Linked DNA regions of Ovis aries: region 1 is linked to region 2. The links are chromatin contacts, called in public Hi-C maps. All regions are on one chromosome and are shown on one strand. Each heading gives the region's core, a stretch centred on a gene start, on an enhancer-like site or on the middle of the called end of the contact. The rest is flanking DNA. Distances are from core to core; before and after follow the strand shown.

Region 1 (6,212 bases), core at 3,680-6,179, 590 kb after region 2:
ACAAATACAAAGAAAACTACACCAAGACATATTATAATCAAATTGCTAAACACACAGTGAGAAACAGAAAATCTTTTTTTTGCAATGGCATGGAGGATCTTAGTTTCCTGACCAGGGATCAAACCCATACCCTGTCCAGTGGAAATACAGAGTTTTAACCCCTGGACTGCCAGGGAAGTCCACAAAAATCTTAAAATCAGCCAGAAGAGGAAGGCACACTGCATTTGGAGGAAGAGAGAGAGGAATGATATCAGACTTGTCATCAAAATCTATGAAAACCAGAGAAGAATCTGTGACTGTTAAAAATACTGAAGAAAATACTTGTCAATCTAGAATTCTATAACCAATAATAGTATCTTTCAAAAAATGAAGGTGAAATAATGACTTTTTTCAGATAAACGCTGAAAAAACTTCAACAGCCCTTTCATTAAAAGAAATGTTAACTGTCCTTGCTGTGTGCTTAGTCACTCAGTTGTGACCAACACTTTGTGACCCCACGGACTGTAGCCTGACAGGCTCCTTCCATCCATGGAATTTTTCCAAGCAAGAATATTGAAGTGGGTTGCCATGCCCTCCTCCAGGGGATCTTCCCAACCCAAGGATCAAATCTAGGTCTCCCTCATTGCAGACAGATTCTTTACTGTCTGAGCCACGAGGGAAGCCCAAGAATACTGGAGTGGGTAGCCTATCCCTTCTCCAGGGAATCTTCCTGACCCAGGAATCAAACCAGAGTCTCCTGCAATGCAGGTGGATTCTTTACCAGCTGAGCTACCAAGCAAGCCCAGAGTAAGCACTGCTGCTGCTGCTGCTGCTGCTAAGTCACTTCAGTCATGTCCGACGCTTTGCGACCCCATAGACGGCAGCCCACCAGGCTCCCCTGTCCCTGGGATTCTCCAGGCAAGAACACTGGAGTGGGTTGCCATTTCCTTCTCCAATGCATAAAAGTGAAAAGTGAAAGTCAAGTCGCTCAGTCATATCCGACTCTTAGCAACCCCATGGACTGCAGCCTACCAGGCTCCTCCGTCCATAGGATTTTCCAGGCAAGAGTACTGGAGTGGGGTGCCATTGCCTTCTCCAAGAGTAAGCACTACAGATAGCAAATAAATCAATGATGATTTTGAACAATAGAGAATCAGTCTCAGACAACTGAGCATAGAGTTGTAGCTACAAGCCATAAAATAGGAAGAATACAGAATATGATATCAGAGCAGATTTTCATTGCACAGGAAGGCTCTAAAATATTTCCCTGGACTAGGGAATAAGCTTGGCTAAAACAGAGAAAGATGAACAAGAAAAAGAGGAAGTATGGGACCTGATTCCTGCCTAATTTGAATCCTTGTACTCAGAAGGAGATGGTAGAAATACACTCAGATAGACTTGGGGATCTGAAAGCAGAGTGACTTAATGTCTTATGTCCTACCCTGGGCACTAGGGGTGGGGACAACCTCGCAGTGCACCTGCCAGTATGAGGGTGGAAACAACAGGCGATGGCATTTCAGGTCCAAGAGGATCTGAGATGGCACTACAGCCCTACCACCCTCACTATCCCACCTCCAGTCTCCCTTAGCATCATGAGGACTGCAGATATCTCCAGTGAGTCCAGAAGTACCCAGAGGGAGATTCGTGGACCCCAAGATAGGATAGTCCACTAAGTCCCCTACATACAAACTTTCAAAGATGTGACCATGCTTCTGGTTCCAGCAAGAACCCAGAACCTGATGCCATCAACATCATGCATGAGTGAAATTGCAGCTGGCCCCTGACTCCTATTGCTGATGATCCTTCAGCTCAACCGTCTCCCTCCTCTTCTCCCTTCTCCATTCAGTAACTCTTCTTGCCTCTTCACTCAATGCCAGTCCCAATATGCCAGCTGACGTACTGTCTACTGTACTTTTCAAGGCACTGTACTATGAGCTCAAAACATTTTTGTGCGTTTATTTGTTGCCTATGTATTATTTGTGTGAAAAGTATTATTAACATACTACAGAACAGCGCTATATAGCTAATAGTGTTAGTTGGGTACCTAGGTTCACTTTGTTGGACTTGCGAACAAATTGGACTTAACACACTCTCAGAACAGAACTCATTCATATGCAGGGGACTTACTGTATATCAGCCTCCCAATAACCCAGAGAGAAGAGAAAGAGAATGGAAAGGGGAGTAATTTGAATTTATTTGATATTTATGCAGAGGTACAAAGTTTTCAACCAGAAGGGACTGAGTTATTATCAGTTGAAATGTTGGCTCCAGATCCAAGTTTAATTTCGTTATAGTAACGTGAAAACAACAACAACAAACAACTTTTTGGAGTTGTGACTATAAAATTTTAAACACTCTATATAGCTTTTCTCTCTTATTTAGACACAGGAAGGTTGGAGCACACTGAGCTACCAGTTCAGTTCAGTTCAGTCACTCAGTCATGTCCGACTCTTTGCAACCCCATGAACTGCAGCACACCAGGCTTCCCTGTCCATCACCAACACCCGGAGCTTACTCAGACTCATGTCCATTGAGTCAGTGATTCCATCCAACCATCTCATATTCTGTCATCCCCTTCTCCTTCCGCCTTCAATCATTCCCAGCATTGGGGTCTTTTCAAATGAGTCAGTTCTTCACATCAGGTGGCCAAAGTATTGGAGTTTCAGCTTTAGCATCAGTCCTTCCAATGAATATTCAGGACTGGTTTCCTTTAGGATGGACTGGTTGGATCTCCTTGCTGTCCAAGGGACTCCAGCACCACAGTTCAAAAGCATCAGTTCTTCAGTGCTCAGCTTTCTTTATGTACAACTCTCACATCCATACATGACTACTGGAAAAACCATAGCTTTGACTAGACAGACCTTTGTTGGCAAAGTAATGTCTCTGCTTTTTAATATGCTGTCTAGGTTGGTCATAGCTTTTCTTCCAAGGAGCCAAGTGTCTTTTAATTTCATGGCTGCAGTCACCATCTGCAGCTCAGAAACATACACAACAGATGAGACCCAAGGCCGTGACATGACTTTCCAACTCCTATCCTCATAATCTTGCCACAATACCCACACTCCTGATCCAAAATAATGTCTGGTTAGAGAACACCACCACAAATGGGGTGTTATACCACCAACACCAGCCAAGTGGGACACAATAAAAGTAAAGGCAGGGAACAAGTCTAGAGGGTTTTTTTTCCCCCTTTGGCAAATGTAAAATAAGCAGATGGCAGAGTGCCTGGCACAGTAAACATTTCATGTACTAAAAATATCTAGGACTGAAGCCCTTCGTTGATGTTCCCCTATCTATACTTCTTTGAATCTTCTCTTTCCATCACATAGTTCCTTCACTGATAATAATAATTATTATTAACAATATTACAGCAAACACCTATGGGGACTCAATATTTGCAACCATGGTGTTACATGTTTAATAGGCAATACCTCACTTAGTCACCCCAATGATTCTACTGAAGGGTCATTATCATCGTTCCTATCGTACAAATGAAGACACTCAGGTTAAGAGATTCATCAAGGATTATGCACCGGTCAGAAGAAGACAGGACTCATATCTACCCAGAGCCTGCACACAGAATTCCTGCATTATACCACCTCCACCCCACACACCCCTTGTTGCTCCATTGTGCTGTGTTCTCCTTTGGGCAAACATACTGTCCTTCTGGTCCCCTACCTATTGCCATTCCATTCTCATCATTTCCTTCAAGATGTAGCCAAGGAGGCTGAATTGATGTGTTTCCTCCTAGGGTACCACAGAGAGCAATCCAAGGCATAAAGAGTGTCAGGCTGGCTGTGGGTGATCACTTGGTGATATCCTCATAGTTTTCAAGGTGAGAAAACCGAGACCAAGAAAGATGATTCAGCTCTCTAAAGATGCTCTGGCAGTCAGTTTGAGAGTATGGATTCTAGAAGCCTGGTCTCAATCGTGTCCACCTCTCCAACTAGCTGTATAACCTTGAGTAAGCTGCTTAAGGCCTCAGCTTCCCCATCTCTAAGTGGGGATAATAATAGGAACAATTTCACAGAGTTTCTGAGAGTTACAATTAATCAGATCATTTGCACAAAGTATGTGGCACATGACTGTTACATGGTATTTACTATTATGATTATTCTACAGTTTATACCTCAAGTCTTTAACTTACTGATATTAACTAGTGGCTATGTTTGTAACTGAGTGTAATTACTGAATCTTTGTTATATAAATAAATCAAGATGGTCTCTGTGTATTAGTCTACGGTGTTTATTTCTTCACTGCAGGCTGAGACCCATTAGCTCAAAAGGCAGCAGGTGCCAAACGCAAATGTTTTACATCCAAATATTTTAAATACAGACTAAATAAGCAGATTGTTAACTATTTAGAGTCTGCCTGCTTCGCAAGGGCTTCCCAGGTGGGCTAGTGGTAAAGAACCCACCTGCCAATGCAGAAGACTTAAAGAGAAGTCTCTGGCTTCCCTGATGGCTCATATGGTAAAGAATCCACCTGCAATGCAGGAGACCTGAGTTTGATCCCTGGGTCATGAAGATTCCCTGGAGGAGGGCAAGGCAGCCCACTCCAGTATTCTTGCCTGGAGAAACCCTTGGATAGAGGAGCCTGGCAGGCTACAGCTGAAAAGGTCGCAGAATCGGACACAACTGAAGCAACTTCACACTCATACACCAACTGCTTTGCAAACCCCACAACACTGTGCCCAATCTCTGCTAGCCATTGGTGAGATAAGCCCTGGTACATAAAGACCCCAAGACCCTACTGGTCTCTGACCCAGACTCCCCACTGTGCTGGCAAGTGACATCACCTGGACACCTAAGTCCCCTGGAGGACCCCTCTCTCCCCCATGAGTTCCTTGCCCACCTCCCCCCTGAGTATTGACCTTCTGCATTTCTGGATAGTCTCCGGCTGTGCAGGATTTCACATGCAAACTACCAAAGGGTCATTCAATACAGCCTGTGTGAGCTACTGCCACCTAGTGGTCATATCTTTTCCCTTGATGAACCCCAAGGTCTCTTGAACACCCTCCATTACCCATTTGTCTATTCATTTTATATCCCAGTTACAATGAGTCCAGTGCATAATATAAAATGAAAATGCAATAAATTTAAGTTGAATAATTAGAAGTAATAGCCCAAGGAGGAACCTCTTCTTCAAGGCAGGTCACTCTGTGTTTTTAGCCTCATATGTGTGCTAAATCATTCTGTCTTTTTTGAGATTGCATCCAATTACTGCAGAGCTGGACTGTGAAGAAAGCTGAGCGCCGAAGAATTGATGCTTTTGAACTGTGGTGTTGGAGAAGAGTCCCTTGGACTGCAAGGAGATCCAACCAGTCCATTCTAAAGGACATCAGCCCTGGGTGTTCTTTGAAAGGAATGATGCTAAAGCTGAAACTCCAGTACTTTGGCCACCTCATGCGAAGAGTTGACTCATTGGAAAAGACTCTGATGCTGGGAGGGATTGGGGGCAGGAGGAAAGGGGGACGACCGAGGATGAGATGGCTGGATGGCATCACTGACTTGATGGACGTGAGTTTGAGTGGAATTCCGGGAGCTGGTGATGGACAGGGAGGCCTGGCGTGCTGTGATTCATGGGGTTGCAAAGAGTAGGACACGACTGAGCAACTGAATTGAACCTAACTGAACTGCATTTCGGACTCTTTTGTTAACTATGAGGGCTACTCCATTTCTTCTAAGGGATTCTTGCCCACAGTAGTAGATATAATGGTCATCTGAATTAAATTTGCCCATTCCAGTCTGTTTTAGTTCACTGATTCCCAAAATGTTGATGTTAATTCTTGCCATCTCCTGTTTGACCACTTGCAATTTACCTTGATTCATGGACCTAACATTCCAGGTTCCTATGCAACATTGTTCTTTAAAGCATCGGACTTTACTTCCATCACCAATCACATCCCACAACTGGGAGTTGTCTTCGCTTTGGCTTCATCTCTTCATTCTTTCTGGAGTTATTTCTCCACTCTTCTCCAGTAGCATATTGGGCACCTATGGATCTGAGGAGTTCATCTTTTGGTGTCCTATCTTTTTGCCTTTTCATACTGTTCATGGGATTCTCAAGGCAAGAATACTGAAGTGGTTTGCCATTCTCTTCTCCAGCGGACCATGTTTTGTCAGAACTCTCCACTATGACCTGTCCATCTTGGGTGGCCCTACATGGCATGGCTCACAGTTTCACTGAATTAGACAGGGAAGAATACTTGAAGTGTGCTAAGTCACTTAAGT
Region 2 (6,792 bases), core at 646-3,145:
AGGAGAGAGTTGAGAAGCCACAATATATGCCCTCCCATTGGCCTTAGAGGAGCGAACTATCACACTAATGAGAGGGCTACATGGCGGGGGATGACAGTGGTCTCGAGGAATGGAGGGTCTTGGTTCTACAAATACAAGGAACTGAATTCTCCCAACAACCACATGAGCTTGGAAGAAGAATCCGAGCTCCAGAAGAGAACACAGTCCCACCGGGATCTTGATTCTAGCCTTGTGAGAATGTAAGAGGACAGCACAGTTCAGCCCTGCCTGGACTCCTGACCTACAGAGCCTGTGAGATAACAAATGGGCATGGTGGCGAGTCTGTGGGACCTAGCTATGCAGCAAGGGAAAGCTAATACACCCTTCAAGCTCCAAATCATACTCACTGAGGGTAGAGACTATGTCTTTTTTGACATGTCTTAGCAACTGACACATAGTTTAATGAATAAACAATATTTTAGAAAGGCAATAGAGTGAAATAGTTAGGTGCATGATTCTAGAGGACCTGGCTCTGTCACTAGCTGTGTGACCTTGGGCAAGCTGCTTGACTCCTCTGGGCCCTGGTTTCCCAGTCTGTAAAATGAGGATACTAAAGGTACACACCTTACGGGGTTGCTATGAGAATGAAAGAGTTAATTTATATGAAAAGCACTTATATGGTGCCTAACGTGAGCCAGGAATTCTCAGTTAGGTGTCATCGCTATTTTGTGATGAGAAGGAAGGAAGCCTGATGGGAGTGAGCAGAGGGTATTGAAGCAATGAATCAAAGGAAGATGGTTCAGGACTGGGGTATGGGTGTCCAGGTTCAAAGCTCAGCCATGTCATCTGATAGTGGCCGAGCCATGGACCTCTCAGAGTCTCAGTTTTCTCATCTCCAAATTGAGGGTGATGACCTTGCCCACCTGTCTGGTTGGGAGATTCTCATGGGAGAAGGTCCCTGGAAAGAAAGTGTTATCTGCTCAGTTGTCTGACTCTTTACGACCCCATGAACTGTAGCTTTCCAGGCTTCTCTGTACATGGAACTCTCCAGGCAAGAATACTAGAGTGGGTTGCCATTTCCTTCTCCAGGGGATCTTCCCAACCCAGATATGGAACCTGCATTTCCTGCATTGGCAGGCAGATTCTTCACCACTGAGCCACCTGGGTATCAGTGGCAACCTATCAAATGTCCTAGATGCCGCCTAATAACCTCTCCATGAATGATGTTTGGCACAAATGGGATAATGGAGCAGAAGCACCCTGCTTCGGGCCTGGACAGCAGTGGGTCCTCAATACCTCACCCCTTTCCTTCCACACTGGGGTCCATGATGTGCCCAAGACCTCCATTCACCCAGAAAACACTAACTGAGCAACTACTCTGCACCAAACACTTGGCAGCTAGGGCTGTATAGGACAAGACTCCTCGGGCTTCAGAGGTGAAGCACCATGTCCTGGTGAAATGAGGCTTTGGAGCCAGCCTGCACAGCTCTGACTCCCAGCTCGCCTGGCTGTGTGACCTGCACTGAGTAGCTTCCTGCACCTCAGTTTCTGCACCCAGGAAACAGGGATAATAACAGGTCCAAGGGCTGTTTTCTGGAATAATGGATGTGTGTGTGTGTGTTAGTCGCTTAGTTGTGTCTGACTCTTTTATGACCCCATGGACTGTAGTTCACAAGCCACCTCTGTCCCTGGAATTCTCCAGGCAAGAATACTGTAATGGGTTACCATTTCCTTCTCCAGGGGATCTGAAGTGAAAGTGAAAGTGAAGTTGCTCAGTCGTGTCTGACTCTTTGCGACCCCATAAGGTGCGTGCAAAGTGCTAACCAGGCTGGTGGAGCCCAGATGCTATTGGCTCTTACTGTTAATCCTCAAGGAGCCTCCAGGGGGCAGGGCACAGTATTCTCATTCAAGCTGAAATGAGCCTGAGAACTGTGAGTCAATTCTCTTCCGCATTCACCGGGTGGCGACTGGGTGGCTTCAATACTGTCTTTCTGTCCAAAGAGCAAGAAAAGCAACACACATCCACATCTCTCTCTTCCTCACGGAGAGAGCAGAGAGCACGCGCTGCAATCAAGCCGTGCCTCAAGGATCAGCAGCTGCTGTTACAAACAGCAGCCCCTCCTCAAAGGCCTTCAAGACCTTCATGTGCAGCTCACGAGAGGATGGGAATGACCTGATGTGAGAGGAAAGGACATGGAGAGTGGACTGTGGTGGAGCCTGCAATCATGACAAGCGTCCCCAGCCCCGCCCCCTCACCATGTGCGCTCTGTAAGTATGCTGCACACCTGGCGGGAGGTTCTGGGGGCAAGCTAGCATCCTGCCGCTTAGAAATGTTTTTCTTTCCCTCTGAATCCCTTTACTAGGACCTCTGCAGCATCGCCAGTGAGAAATCCAGTGCAGAACCAATTACCCAGCTAATTGAGAACAAGAATGCTCAAATACTCTTCACCTGCTCTGAAGACAGTCCCACCAGATGCTTCTTGAGAAGGGATTTGTCCACCCAGTGTCCAAGCAGAGGGCAGTGCCAGTACCTCCTTGGGAGTTGGGCTAAATGGTAGGAACAACACGGAACGGGTATGAGGGTGACCAGACTGCACAGATCTGGGCTCCAATCATGGGCAGCCTCCACTGGTCAGTCCCAGAGGTCAAGACTAGGAAGTGTGGATAAGGAAGGAAGAAAGGGAATTCCCTGGTGGCAAAGGGGATAAGAATCTGCCTGACAATGCAGGGACATGGGTTTGCTCCCTAGAGCGGGAAGATCCCACATGCTGTGGGACAACTAAGCCTGTGCTCCACAACTACTGAGGCCGCGCTCTAGAGCCTGAGAGCTGGCAAGCACCAAGCCCACGTGCTGCCAGCTACTGAAGCCCGCGCACCAAAGCCTGTGCTCCCCAGGAAGAGAAGCCAGCGCAGGGAGAAGCCTGCGCACCGCAGCTAGAGGGTAGCCCCGATCCCCACACTAGAGAAAGCCTGTGTGCAGTGCAGGAACGAAGACCCAGCACAGCCAAAAAGAAACACGTAAAATTTTTTTTTAAAAGAAAAAAGCAGTAGGATAAAGGAGACGGCAGGGTGGGGCAACCATAATAGAACGCTGGTCTTCAGAGCCCTAAGGAAAGTGGGGGTCAGTCCCTGCAATGCCAGGGGAAAGGGGTTCCTGGCAGATCAGCCAGCCAGTGCAAAGGCCCAGAGGTGGAACCACCTTAGGGTGTGCAGGAAATAGCCAGCAGGAGGTGGTGTGGGTAAGCTCTAGCACCATGGGTAAGAGGGAAGACGAGGAGGGGGAGGGAGCTTGGGCCTGTGGACCATGGAAAGACTTTGAGTTCTTCTCTAATTGGGGTGGGAGCTTCTGAGGGGTTTGAGCAGAGCAGCGATGTAATCAGATTTAAGTTTAAGAGATCCCTCTGACTGGCCAGAGTAGCAGCAGAGAGACCCGTTCAGGGACAGCAGAACCCCAGGAGAGATATATGTTGGCTGGGACCAGGGTACCAGCAACAGAGATAGGGAGGCGTGGGTAAATCATGAACATACTCTCAGGCACCCAGCCTTCTCTTTGGTGGCGCTTACTGCAGCTGTAAATAAGCAGTTGACTGTGCAGTGTGTCATTATTTACTGTCTCTCTCTTCAGTATTAATTCCATGAGGGCAGAGGCCGTATCTGGCATGTTCTCTGTATTTAGAGCCTGGGACATGATAGGAATTAATGGAGGGGATGATTTTACAGTGTACAACACGTGATCTCTACCACAGTAAGGCCTGCAGGTGCCACATGCACAGTGGCGAGAGTGATGTGAAGTCCTGACACTTTCCCTGGATCGAATCCTCATTCCATCTCTTACTCCCTGTTCAGTTTTGGGGAATTGTCTTCACCTCTCTGAACCCTATGTTCCTCATGTGTAACCTGCAGAGCAGAAAACCTATCTCAGGAAATGAGAAACGTTAATAAATTGCACATGACAGTGTCCTGGAAGACACTAATACACATGAGCTCATTTTCCAGCTGACCTTCTGTCTAATTTGCTTCTATTAGTTGGGAAGGATGGAAATGGCATTCCTTAACACTGTCCCCTCTTCATGACAGTGTCCTAGAAGCAGCAGCCTCTCAGATACTTCCCCATAGGAAGGTCCAGCCTTAGTTCTCGCTGCTGGGCCAGCTGAATGACTTTCCTTGGTAGGCTGTTTGGTGCAGCTTCTGCTTCCGAAAGGAGTACTGGGTCCTTTTTAGGGGGCACCTTGCCCCCCCACCTCCCCCGAGGATTCGGCCACTGGCAGCACGGGCAGACCAAGAACCATATCTACAGAGCTGATGGGACTTATTAGTCCAAGTGTTCATGGCTCTGAGTCAGGAGTTCAATGTGTGTGTGTGTGTGTGTGTGTGTGTGTGCACATGTGCACTCAGTTGTGTCCTAGTCTTTGTGACCCCACAGACTCTAGCCCACCAGGCTCCTCATGGTGCCTCTTAAAGGCTGGTTTCAATGCATCCTTCCTTACATATGCCCTTGGATAGGGAAGAAACAGAACTGGAAGGACAAACATTTTGCATGTCCGGAATGTGGTCTTTTGTTTCAGGATTCAAGGCTAGAATTTGGGCTCCGGAGTGAGACCCACATGGGTTTGAATCTCAGCTTCCCATCCACTGGCACGTGCCCTTGGGAAGATCATGGAGTCTCTGAGTCATCTGATTCATCTGTGCAACAAGGTGGTGATGGAACCTCACCTCCTCGGGTGGCTGTTAAGATTCAATGAGAAGAGGCAGGTAGGTCACCTGCTCTGGTTCCTGGTGAAACACTATCTCGTGTGTGCTCAGTCAAGTCTGACTGTTTGCAACCCCACAGACTATAGACTGCCAGGTTCCTCTGTCCATGGGGTTTTCCAGGCAAGAATACTGGAGTGGGTTGCCATTCCAGTCTCCAGGAGATCTTCCCAACCCAGGGATCGAACCCAGGTCTCCTGCCTTGCAGGCAGATTCTTTACCACTGTGTCACCTGGAAAGCCCCTGATGCAATGCTAAACCCTCAAAAAAACAAAAACAGTACCTGACACCTTTAGCTTCATCATCACCATCATCAGGGTCATCCCCTAGCACACCCCACTGCCCACTGCCCAAGCCAGGGACTCTGAATACAGAGGGAATAAAACACAGCTCTGGCAAATGAGATGCTCATGAGCTTGCTTACTTCAATGCTCAAAAAGTGGCTCTAAACTTAAGGGCCCGGTGAGGGCAAACAAAATGATAAAAACACAAAACAAGCAAACAAACAAAAAGTCTGGTGACAGCCTACAGATGGGCAACTTCGCAGAACAACAACCACCCCCCTCGCCCCCACCTCCCCAACCAAACTCCTTGAAATGATCATATTGGCTGCCACCAGTTGAATGTTCCTCAGGCAAAAGGGGACACTGCAGGGTGAGAACCAGTTGCTATTGATTGGATGGTGCTATTCGCAAACATGTGGCTGGAGCCACGGGTGCTGCTGTGAGTGCTCAGAGCTGTGGGCACCCTCTGCTCCATGGATCAGGGTCTCTAAGAAGACCTTTATGGGGCTCAGAGTGGAGACTGTGTGAAAACCTCCTGACGCCAACCTTATACAATTCTTAACCAGACACTTGGCACGTTTAGGATGAAAAGACAAGTCCATGGGAATTACTTAGGAAAACAAGATCTTAATATCCCCCATGTGGTAATTAAAGGAAGAAAGTTTTTGTGCTTTGATGAAATTAACAGGGACCCAGGAGAGTAGGCTCTAAATCAGCTCCTTGGTCAGGATCAGACTCTGAGTCTGTGAAACAGAATCAGCAAAGCAGGGCGTCACTGGTTCCCATTGTTGCTAAGTTGCTCGTTGTGTCCGACTCTTTGCCACCCCATGGACTGCCGCGTGCCAGGCTTCTCTGTCCTTCACTATTTCTCAATGTGTATCTGTGTGTGTTAATCGCTCATCCTGTCTGACTCTCTATGACTCCATAGACTGTAGCCCACCAGGCTCCTCTGTCCATGGGATTCTCCAGGCAAGAGTACTGGAATGTATTGCCATTTCCTTCTCCAGGGGATCTTCCTGACCCAGGGATCGAACCTGGGTCTCCTGCATTGCCGGCAGATTCTTTATCATCTGAGCCACTAGGGAAGTCCCACGATCTGCCAGAATTCCTTAGAACTCTCCTCCCCGTAGCTTCAGAATCAAAAGTCCTAAATCTGATTGCACCACGGGCACAGGAGCAAACTTCGGTGCTTAGGTCTGCACATCGACAGAAAGGCACAACCAGGTGTTAGGGGGGTAGCAGTGAAAAGGCTTCAAACAGAGGGAACCAAGCCTTCCGGGATGCATTGCTGAAGTGACTCCAGCTGGGAAGAAGAAATCCAAAGGCCTGAGATGGTGAGGAAAAGCAAAGGCCACAGTGGCGGGATCTGGAAACTGCTCACACACATGGACCTGGAGTTTGAAAATGAGCACTTAGCACCCCGATTTCATTTCATCAGCTTGTGGCAGGGAGGTTCACGCTGCAAGTTCCATGAAGGAAGGGTTTGTGTTTTAATTTTCCCTGCATCTCCAGTGCTTGGCATGTAGGGCTCCTAAGTGTTGGATGAACTGCATTTAATTAAAGAGGAACACAAACCAGAGACAGAAAACCTTTACAGACTTCAAACAACGACTCAAAACGCTGATGACTCTGGCGTCAATGAATCAGAAACATATGGTCTAGGTTTCCTGATAATTTATAGGACAAACAAACAAATATAAAAGAACAGGGGGCCTTGGAACAAAATCTCAGAGTTTGCAAAGCATCCAAAGTGGCAGCTGATGATGCCAGAACACTAAAA

Evidence for each region. A called contact is a pair of places that touch in the nucleus more often than the background predicts.
Region 1: a contact with region 2 is called in a Hi-C map of hypothalamus, with 5 times the contacts expected there. The contact joins two enhancer-like sites. A contact is called at or near these places in 2 of 16 Hi-C or Micro-C datasets (hypothalamus and tail adipose tissue).

Annotation. Positions count from the first base shown.
Region 1 is chr12:52,670,247-52,676,458 of ARS-UI_Ramb_v3.0, forward strand. All of the region lies in intron 1 of KAZN (kazrin, periplakin interacting protein), which reads right to left. Among named protein-coding and RNA genes, the nearest start is that of KAZN, 330 kb to the right of the region's middle. Within about 2 kb of position 4,930, at least 9 of the 54 cell types and tissues checked have an H3K27ac peak or open chromatin away from gene starts, as enhancers often do. A contact at or near this core is called in hypothalamus, where this site is marked.
Region 2 is chr12:52,084,781-52,091,572 of ARS-UI_Ramb_v3.0, forward strand. The region is part of intron 3 of KAZN (kazrin, periplakin interacting protein); the gene reads right to left. Among named protein-coding and RNA genes, the nearest start is that of TMEM51, 450 kb to the left of the region's middle. Within about 2 kb of position 1,896, at least 9 of the 54 cell types and tissues checked have an H3K27ac peak or open chromatin away from gene starts, as enhancers often do. A contact at or near this core is called in hypothalamus, where this site is marked.